2 separate regions of the Larimichthys crocea genome follow, and region 2 is linked to region 1. Evidence: chromatin contacts called from public Hi-C data. All regions are on one chromosome and are shown on one strand. The core of a region is the stretch at or near the end of the contact, and the rest is flanking DNA. Distances in the headings are between cores, read along the strand shown. Region 1 holds the start of msc (musculin (activated B-cell factor-1)). Region 2 holds the start of sbspon (somatomedin B and thrombospondin type 1 domain containing).

Region 1 (4,544 bases), core at 738-3,237:
TATGTTTAAAAAAAAAGAGAAAAAAAGTGACAGCTTATGAAACGAGGAGTAAATCCAACAGCAGAATCCCTTAGCTTGCACCTTTGAGTGTGTCAGTCATACCATCCAGCTCGCTGACGGATGCAGCGACAGGGGATGAGATGGCAGCCTGCCTGAAGCTTTGACTTTCTTTCTTACAAGAGTAAAACACTGCAAGCAGGAACTTAATATCTCAACCTCATGACACATCCAAGGACAAGGACAGATTTGTCCGAGGTCCCGCTGATGTCAGGTCTTCTTGTGAAAAACGTGCATGGAGGAGTGGGATAGTAGAAGTGGAAAACATAGGAATGTGTCCTTGGATTAGGGAGCATTCCTGGTTTGTGAAAGAGGGAAATCTGAGTGGTGGAAAAGTGCAGAACAAAAACCGCAGTGACTTGCATTTTGACACTGAGAAATGAAACTGGAACATCATTATAAACAGCTAATAAGCAAGCATGATGGGTTTTGAAAGGCTCTATATATTAGACGTTTAATAAAAGTTGGGATAAATTACACCCCATCGTGGGAACTGTTGAAGTACAGTACAGCATTGAGCCCACTCTAGTAAAGTAGTTCTCATTTTGTGACCCTGGCATGGCCAGCTACCAAAATCAAGCATGCATCTCAGCTGCGCTGCAGTTAGGTAATTCTTGGCAGAGTCTTGCTATTGTCATAAAAAAATCCAAATTTCACACGTATTATGTGGAGTAATAGCTTTTTCAGGGACCTGGGATTTTCTTGGACTATCTTGAGAAAGTAAAGAGGGGGTGCTGTACGGCCATAGAACGTTCCATTTATCCAGAGAAATTGTGCTCCCACACCTCACACATAAGCTCCTTATAATTTCCTCAAAGCGTTCTCTTTTTAATATAGTGAGCAATGTGCTTACTTTTACTTTGTAATGCTTGCAAATCTCACAGACTACAACAGAGATTCTGTATGAAGTGTAGAGTCTGGAATAAAAAGACTTTTTTCTCAGAAACTTTCCAGGCAGCATGGTATCTCTGCAAACACATTTTGCAATCCTGTAGCTTCTGAGGCCTGGAGCTGTTCTCTTCCCCGACTTCTGTTAGCTCTTGATCTCAGTCCACACTAAAATTTACTACCCTGTCTGAACTCTATCAGTTGATGCGCTGAGAAAAGTTTGAGGGACACTAAACAAATGCGAAAAATGGCCAACATGCCCAGTGAAAAATGTTTACCATGGGAATGAAGATGGTGCCTCTTCTCTTCTGCCACACCCTTGTCATGCCAACGCTCCAGATGTCATGGGAACCGATAACAGCTGGGGCTGGTGCACGCAGGCTGCGTGTGAAAGGCTGCTCCATCTGCAGAAACCCAATCCCTCTGTGAAACCAGCAAAGGATTATGCACTTTTGATAAGGTCCTCAAGACATTTCTATTACCAAAACACATCTGTGGAACCGACAGACTTAGAAATGTTTACTATATGTGCATTTCCAAATGTTGCAGTGAATTGTTGGTATTATTATCACACTCCATATGAGAAAGATTATCTCTCTGTTTGGTAAAAACATCCTTATAGTCAATTTGCAACTTTATTACACCTCTCTTTAGACTATCAATACTAAGCCATTCATTTACGTGGATTAATGCTATCATCAAGTTGCAGATGAGCAAGTTAAGTCTTTAACAGTATACACAAGGAGATAGAGTTGTGGTCATGGTGGATTGGAGGGAAAGGGGGAGGAGAAAGGCTCAGAAAAAAACTGTACAGATGCCAAGTCCAGGACACTTAAATTAGAGGGGTAGCAAAGCAAGGAGGCATGTTTCACTTTTAGAGAGAGCTGCAATTTTCAGACTTGACCTTAAGCTGTTGGTACTGCAGCATTGTCAAGTGGTGACATTTCAGGGTGAAATAAGTTGTAGGGTTACCAAATGGGAATTTAAAAGTGGCGGTAGCCTGCTGACTTCCAACCTCCTGGTGTTTGCAAAACTCTTACCAAGCTGAGAATCTATTTTTCCAATCTGCTGCTGTCCCTTAAGTGCCAACCGCGTCCGCCTCCAAGGCACAGGTGGAGCAGCCATGTCCACTGGCTCTGCTGCAAGTGATGCTGAGGACTACGAGACATGTCACACAAGGACTGCCACCGCTTTGGCGAGGAACGCGCGGAAGATTGCATGCTACAATCCCAACCTTTATTCGGATGAGGAGTTGGAAAATGACGGCGGGGAGGGGAGGATCAAGCATGACCGAAAAGCCTCCAGAGCGCACCAGAAGGAAGCGCGCCAGTCGCAGAGAAACGCGGCCAATGCCAGGGAGAGGGCGCGGATGAGAGTGCTGAGCAAAGCTTTCTCCAGACTGAAAACCAGCCTGCCCTGGGTACCAGCAGACACCAAACTGTCCAAATTGGACACGCTTCGACTCGCCTCGAGCTACATCTCTCACCTGAGACAGCTTCTGCAGGATGACCGGTTCGAGAGTCGCTTTGCGCACCCAGTCAATCTGGTATGAAGATAAAAACCCAAAGCAAAAACAAACAAATGTTCAGACACAGAAAGAAGTATTGAAGTGACGTTTCTCATTGTGTACTTTTAGGGTTTTGCACAAACAAATGGGAAATCACTTTACTAGTCTCTAGGTTTGAATTTTATAGTGACTTAATTATGTAATTTGACATAATCACTATAGCTTCCCCACAATATTCCTGTTATTTCTGCAGTATCATTCTGAAAATGGAGAATCTCATTACCAAGACTATCATAGTCAATAGTGAGTCTGGGAAAAAAAAGTTTTTGGATGTGTTTCTTTACTGTTGTGTTTTGCTTTAACAGACCTGGCCATTTTTGATGACGGGGCGATCAGAGGACAACCAAGACATCTCATCCAATGTAAGACTATGTGGAGCAACAGCATAGGACTCCTTTCTTCTTCAAACACCAGCTTTGGTTCTGCTGAAGCCTGCAGACAATATAAAATGCTGATGCCTCCTGAAAATGGAAAAATGTCTGCATAACTGTAGCTAAGCAATGACTTTAAACTCAACCTTTAATACACTTTGGATTGTGTATTTTCAGAGCATGTAGGTTAGAACAATAAAGGCAGTACTCCAAGTTTGTTTTGAGATATATCTTCTTTTGTGTGCATGTTTGCTGTAATTAGTATTATGGCATGTTTACACTGTGTGTAAGCTCAATTAGACTGGATTTAACCTCCGGATTTGGGTTTAACAAACATCAGCCCCACTATTTGTTTTGTCATTTTAATGATCTTCGATACAGTTTAGAGAGCAACCAGCAATCTATGTAGTATAGACCTTTTTTCACAGCAGCCATTTTGACATGAAATAGTAGGTAAACACAGGTTTTACCAATGACACTAATTAAGGCTCTGTTCCATTCAGGTCAAACAGAGTCAGAGTCAGAGTGCTGCTGTGGTGCACGTTAGCCCGTTGCCTGCATTGATCCTACTATTTCATGTCGACATGGCTGCTGTGAAGATAGATAGATGTTTTGCTACTTTGACTTGTATTTCAATCACAAAGCAAAAATGTGCAGCATAATTCTTTTCTATTGTGGATCTACAGTATTTATTGTATTTGTGACGTGTTTGTCCTTTGATATTTTTGCATTTCAGATAAAATTTTACTAATAACAAATGTCTTTGTCTCTCCTTGTGCTGAATCAAAAATCATAATAATCCCCTTATTATGATTTAGAAGCATCTCATGTGTGTTTATTTCACCATGAAATCAGTTGTCGTGGCTGAAGTGGGCAGATAGCAAATCTGTGAATCTCGATAGTTTAAATCATGTCTGTTGCAGATTAATCTAGTGGTGGCCAGGAGCTGCAGCACTCATAAGCTGTAAGAAGCAGATATGTGTCATTTGTGCATGTAACCAAACTCCAGGGGTGCATTGTGGAACAGCATGGAAACTTTAGAGATCAATATTCTATCATAAAATGTCTTGGTTTGGTTTTATCCTGTCAAAAATCAATCAAGACATAACACACTTGTCCAAATATTCACAAAACTATGAACATATTGCATCACATATTTCCAGAGAGACTTCTCAGACTTTTATAAATGTTTCATTCATCTTTCATTTCTTGCTGAAAAATGAAGTCTGATACAACACAGATGCAACTGTATCTTTGGCACAAAGCTTTTTTTTCAGTGGACAACACTACCCACCATACACGCCATCATGTATTCAGATCATGACTCTTATCTGCCAGCAGGACTCCAGAGATCTGGAGCCATGTCATCAGGCCGAGTGCAGTTGTTCATATTCCAGTCAAAACACACACAAAAAAAAAAACTTCCCAAAGCATTGGTCAAAAGTTCAGAAAGAAGCAGAAGAGCCAGGCCCACTTCCCTTCCCCCTTAACATACGCACACACACATGCTCATAAACATCCACACTTAGGCCACAGAGACAGAACGGATGGCAGTGATCTCTTAATCTACAAGTCCTTTTATATTCAGTTAAACTACAAAATGATGTGAGTACAGATGGATGGAGATCCAGGGCCCGACAGTCTGGTGGGACGGACTGACA
Region 2 (4,885 bases), core at 2,202-4,701, 130 kb before region 1:
TGGCACCACTCCAAGGCCAGACCAGACAGCTAGCCAGTCTGCTTGCCAAGCTGTTGCCAGAGTGTCATCATCCGTCTTTGCTGCTGCGGTCCTGGAGAAGCGTGTTATTATCCATAAACTATCAAGCAGTAATGAGCTGGAATGAATGGAGCATCATTAGAGGGATGTACAAGACAAATAGATGCTCATGTAAGTACAATATGAAGAGACTCACTCAGGGTCATGATGCAAGACGTAATAGTCAGCAGGAGACCACACCATTGTTTTACAAAACTCTCTCTGTATTCTTTAAGGTAGAATTCTACTATCAGGATTCACCTGTTCAAACTTTTTTTTGTTGTTTTTCAGATTGACCTCCACCTGAGCACTGTGTTCACAAGCCAAGTCAAACATCCAGCTCCTTAACTCTCTAAATAATGACTCATACGGTGTGTGTCACAGCCAGGTACATCATTCACAAGAAACAAGATAAAATGCCACCGCATGGACACATGCAGCATGCACGCAAAGTACTGAAACTCTGTTACACATAAACAGATCATGTAAAACACTCCCTTACAGGCACACTAAATGTACAGATGTACACGTGGAGGGAGGAAGTAGGAGACAGCTGAGCAGTAAATTTAGAGGGTGGTGGACAAAGGCCTCCATTCATGAGACAGAAACTGACTGTACTCAACAGAAAAAAACAAACTAATTAGCCTGACTAACTCTTTAATTAAATATTTGGTTAAGGTTAAATATTTCTGAGGTCATGTTACATCACATTTTGGGTTGTAAATTGGATTTTGGACATCAGCATGAACGTCGTAGTAAAAACAGAGGCTTTCAGGTTCTTACGAGACACTATCATGTATAATTCCCCACAAAGTAAACATACTGTTAGAGTGATAGAGATAGAGTGGGTGTTGTCCCGCTCGGAGGTGACATCATCAGCGTACCTTTACAACGCATGGCGAGATGAAAAGGTGAATTCTAGCATTTGTCAACAAAAGGTTCTGAAACCATAGCAACACAGGAAAGGGGTTCCCATGGGGACAGCCACGGTTTGCATTCCCCACATAGGCGAGATGGAGCTAGGATTCACCCTGGCCGTCTCCTTGACGCCCAGTACAAGGAGTGGTGGCACGCGCACTTTCATTCCCCAGATAAAGCAAATCAATCTCTGCTCGCGCCTCTCACTATGTCAAATAAAATGAATTGTGTGTATGACTGTCATGAATTCATTCTGTGACATGGCGGCTCTGGCCATCATAAACAAACACATTAACACGGCCTTAATCTCCTCTTTACTCACATACACTAAGATAACTCAGCGAGCAGGGTGTGTTACTTGGGGAAATCAGATTGTCTCTGACAAGTGCACAGTAAGAGCAGGAGGTTCGAGGTTGGAGGCCTGTCAGATGTAAAACACACATGCTTTGAAGTGTACTCCTATCGTGCTGGAGCCAAAGCAAACTGATGCAGCTGTAAGTCTTGCATCAGTGGATAGATGAAATCAGCACTGGACAAACAACGTGTGTGTGTGTGTGTGACATTTCAGGGCATCATCTTTGTTTTTCACAGTCACACTTACAAAATTATATATAAAATTATATCCACCTTCTCAAAATGAATAAAAAGAAATAGATCATTATATATCATATTTGTAGATTAAAATGGCCAAAACACATTACAACTCCTAAGGTCAGTCTGGGTTCAGCGCCCTCAAACTTTAATATACACTGATTCAGACACATGCTCCTCAGTGATGCTGCTGCTGATGATTATGGTGAAGATGAAGGCTATTACTGTCGCTTGACCTACCTGCTTATGACGAGAAGAAGAATCAAAGGACCCAAACAGACCCCCCTCTGCTCTCCGGGAGCTGTTTTTCAAGACAGCAGAGGCAATGTATCCAGATTATTACAAATATCTGCCCCTTCTATAGCAGTAGACGCAGGGAGGCCTCATTCTCTGCTAATGCTCCCTGCAGAGGCCTCATTTGTTTCCCATGAAATGGAGGAGGAACTGCTCAAATAAAAGCTGACCCTCTTGAGTTCACAACATCCTCAGACATTCAGGCTCCTTGAGCAAACATAACAGAGGAGAAATTGCTGCGGATACCCTGCAAAATTATGTCTGATTCATATGCATCAAGATTCTTTGCTTACTGGGGGGGCTTCCTTTGACATTTTTGCATCATTCAAATGTAGAAACACTAGGTATAAAAGTATTATGTGATTTTTATCAGCTTATATTGAAATCCTTACATTTGACTTTATAAAGACATTGTCTCAGCTTCACTCAGAGGAGATAATCTAATAGTCCTTCTATCAATCATCTGTCAGACAGGCCAAATCCTAATGAGATCAAACAATTAGCCCAGCTAAGGGTGTCACAGACATGCCACCTCAGAGTTACGGCCTATGAAATGAATCTGTCATCTGCTGTTCGCCCTGTACTTTATGTCAAGAGTTATAGATTAAGCCACACCCTGGTCTACAAATAATGGTAATACACATACACTGGGAGCTCCAGCTCACTGATTTACAGCCCTGCACCTGCACTGAAGCTGAATCCATACAATAACAGCGAGCTTGGTTCTGTCAGAAGGTTAAAAAGTTTGTCGGACAGCACCCTTAAAACTAATCAACATGTATATCTATAAATATTTTTTACGGGGGGGTTATGTGCTGGACTATTTCCTGGCCTGGTGTAGTCACTTCATGGATTCTTGTCACTGTGAGATTACCAAGCAACATGTTTTTACATCTTGGTTTTTGTGTGGGTCAAACGAATGATATTATGAGTTTAGAAGAGCAGAATTTTTCAAAATCCTGTCTTTATGCTAAGCTTCACCAACAAGGCTGTAGCTTATTTAGTGCACAGATATGAGAGGTATTGATCTTCTCCTCTAACTTATGCAAGAAATCTAATAAGCCTCTTTCCCAAAATGCCAGCAACTAAATAAAATAGAATATCAGATAACATAACATAATGAAATAGAGGCACGTCAGAGGTAAAACAGGGGGAACTCATGTTCAAAGTGTTGAGATTTTTTGTCAGATTACAGTAACAATAATAGAAAGGAAAAAAGGGAGAGAGGTGAGAATCAAAGGGTGGTTTACAACGCTCAGCAGGCCCCCTGGCACAATTATTTGGAGACCTGCCAACTGCTCACATTCCTCCCTTTCTTCTGGGACTCTGGGGTGGCAGAGAGTGGCTGGGCAAGACTGGCATATCAGGGTCACATGCAATTCTGCAGGGAGAGGGTAAGAAGGAAAACGGGTAAACAGCACTAAGACAGGTGAGAAAGAGGCAGGAGAGAGAGAGAGAGAGAGAGAGAGAGAGAGAGAGAGAGAGAAAGGCAAAACACACACCAAAGTCACCAGCTCACCCCTCCCTCGCCCTCGTTGTCTCCTCCCTTGTGCGATCGACTGAAAGGAGGTGCTCCCTCCCTGGGAGCAGGGAGAGAGAGAGAGAGAGAGAGAGAGAGAGAGAGAGAGAGACGGGAGAGGTCACACACACAATATGAGGGACATTGGGAGTCTGACTGGAGCTGGAATGGGGTGCTCTGTACTGTAGGTTGCTCGGCAGACCTGTTTCTGGAAGGCTGGACACAGGAGACGGACACAGGAATTCCAGGTCACAAGGGCTCCTGTGGCAAAGCACAGCCTTGGCTGGGTTGGGGCTGGGCTGGTATTCCAACCTCTCCCTCTCACGTTCATGAGCATGACAGACATAGAATAGGACCAGGGAGGGCGTTAATACACTTAACAATAAGAAAGCAGATAAGAGGGCAACTAAGAGACTAGTGTGACCTCCTTTATGATGGGATCCTCTGTGGAGTTTGCATGTTTGTTGCTGGTGGTTTCGACTCTTGGAAAGAACCACTTGGTGTCTGGAGGTTGTTCTGGGAGATGCTGCCGGAGCAGAGACTTGAGCTGTTCGACCACTGACTGGAGGATGGACCGCGTGTATGGGACGTGCTACTGTGACAAGGGCTGCGATAAGACCAAGGACTGCTGCTTCGACTACTTCACAGAGTGCCCAGGTGAGGGATGAATGGAGGGAATGAATAAATCACAAGAGGAGGCACTGTTGATTTATGCACACACCCTTACTATATGACACCAGTGGGAGATAACCTGTTGCATGAGATAACCCGAACTCTTGTTAAAGATCTTCTGATTCTATCTATCAGACAGAAGATAGATATTTTTTCGTACCTGGTCGTTACTGGGTTGCTTATCTGATGGCACACAGATGGCAGGGGAGGATATGTTCCAAATTCATCCGAGGGATGTGAAATTGTTTGCACACATTTATCTTCATAGTCGTGAAGTCCTGTCAAACTCCCAGAGGCGTTGTTTGTTCTGTCTTCTTGACCTTCTAGCTTGCACAACACTCATTTTTCTTCTGTAACATGTGTCATGGCTGTTCCATCACAAAAAGGCAATACTCAGTTCACCAAATAACCCAGGCAAGCTCTGCATCTAACCTCATTTCAGTGGACTGGCCCACATAATGGAATTAGTACAAATATTTGAAGAATGTGATTCTGTCAATCAGTTGTAGCAATTACAGTTCCAGTCAAACAAGCCAAGCGTACATAATATGTGCTGGTAGTCACTAAATCTGCATGCTTAATACATCAAAGCTAGATCATCAAGCACAGGGAGCAAGTGAAAGAAAAATCACAGGACTTAGTGATTGAATGCTCACTTGGCATACTCTCAAACTACTTGTAGTTAAGCAGGAAACACTAATTCTACAAGTCACAATCAATGCTTCATTGATCTCAAGTTATGTCCTGCATATTTAGCTCTATTGCACTGTTTCACAGGAAAACTGTAATTATGCAGTCTGCACAAAACGCTGCAAGGTTTCACCTTAGCTATGG

Evidence for each region. A called contact is a pair of places that touch in the nucleus more often than the background predicts.
Region 2: a Hi-C map of muscle shows a contact between it and region 1, with 3 times the contacts expected there. The contact joins the promoter of sbspon here to the promoter of msc in region 1. A contact is called at or near these places in 2 of 7 Hi-C or Micro-C datasets (both in muscle).

What each region holds. Positions count from the first base shown.
Region 1 is chrXXIII:11,455,000-11,459,543 of L_crocea_2.0, reverse strand. msc (musculin (activated B-cell factor-1)) reads left to right here and starts at 1,987. Exons shown (of 2, transcript XM_019263200.2): 1 at 1,987-2,491; 2 at 2,818-2,920. The coding sequence starts at 2,069. The coding sequence ends at 2,901. LOC113744498 (a long non-coding RNA gene) reads right to left here. Exons shown (of 6, transcript XR_003461595.1): 2 at 2,820-2,944; 3 at 2,432-2,488; 4 at 1,224-1,368.
Region 2 is chrXXIII:11,588,458-11,593,342 of L_crocea_2.0, reverse strand. sbspon (somatomedin B and thrombospondin type 1 domain containing) reads left to right here and starts at 3,451. Exons shown (of 5, transcript XM_010733871.3): 1 at 3,451-4,036. The coding sequence starts at 3,811.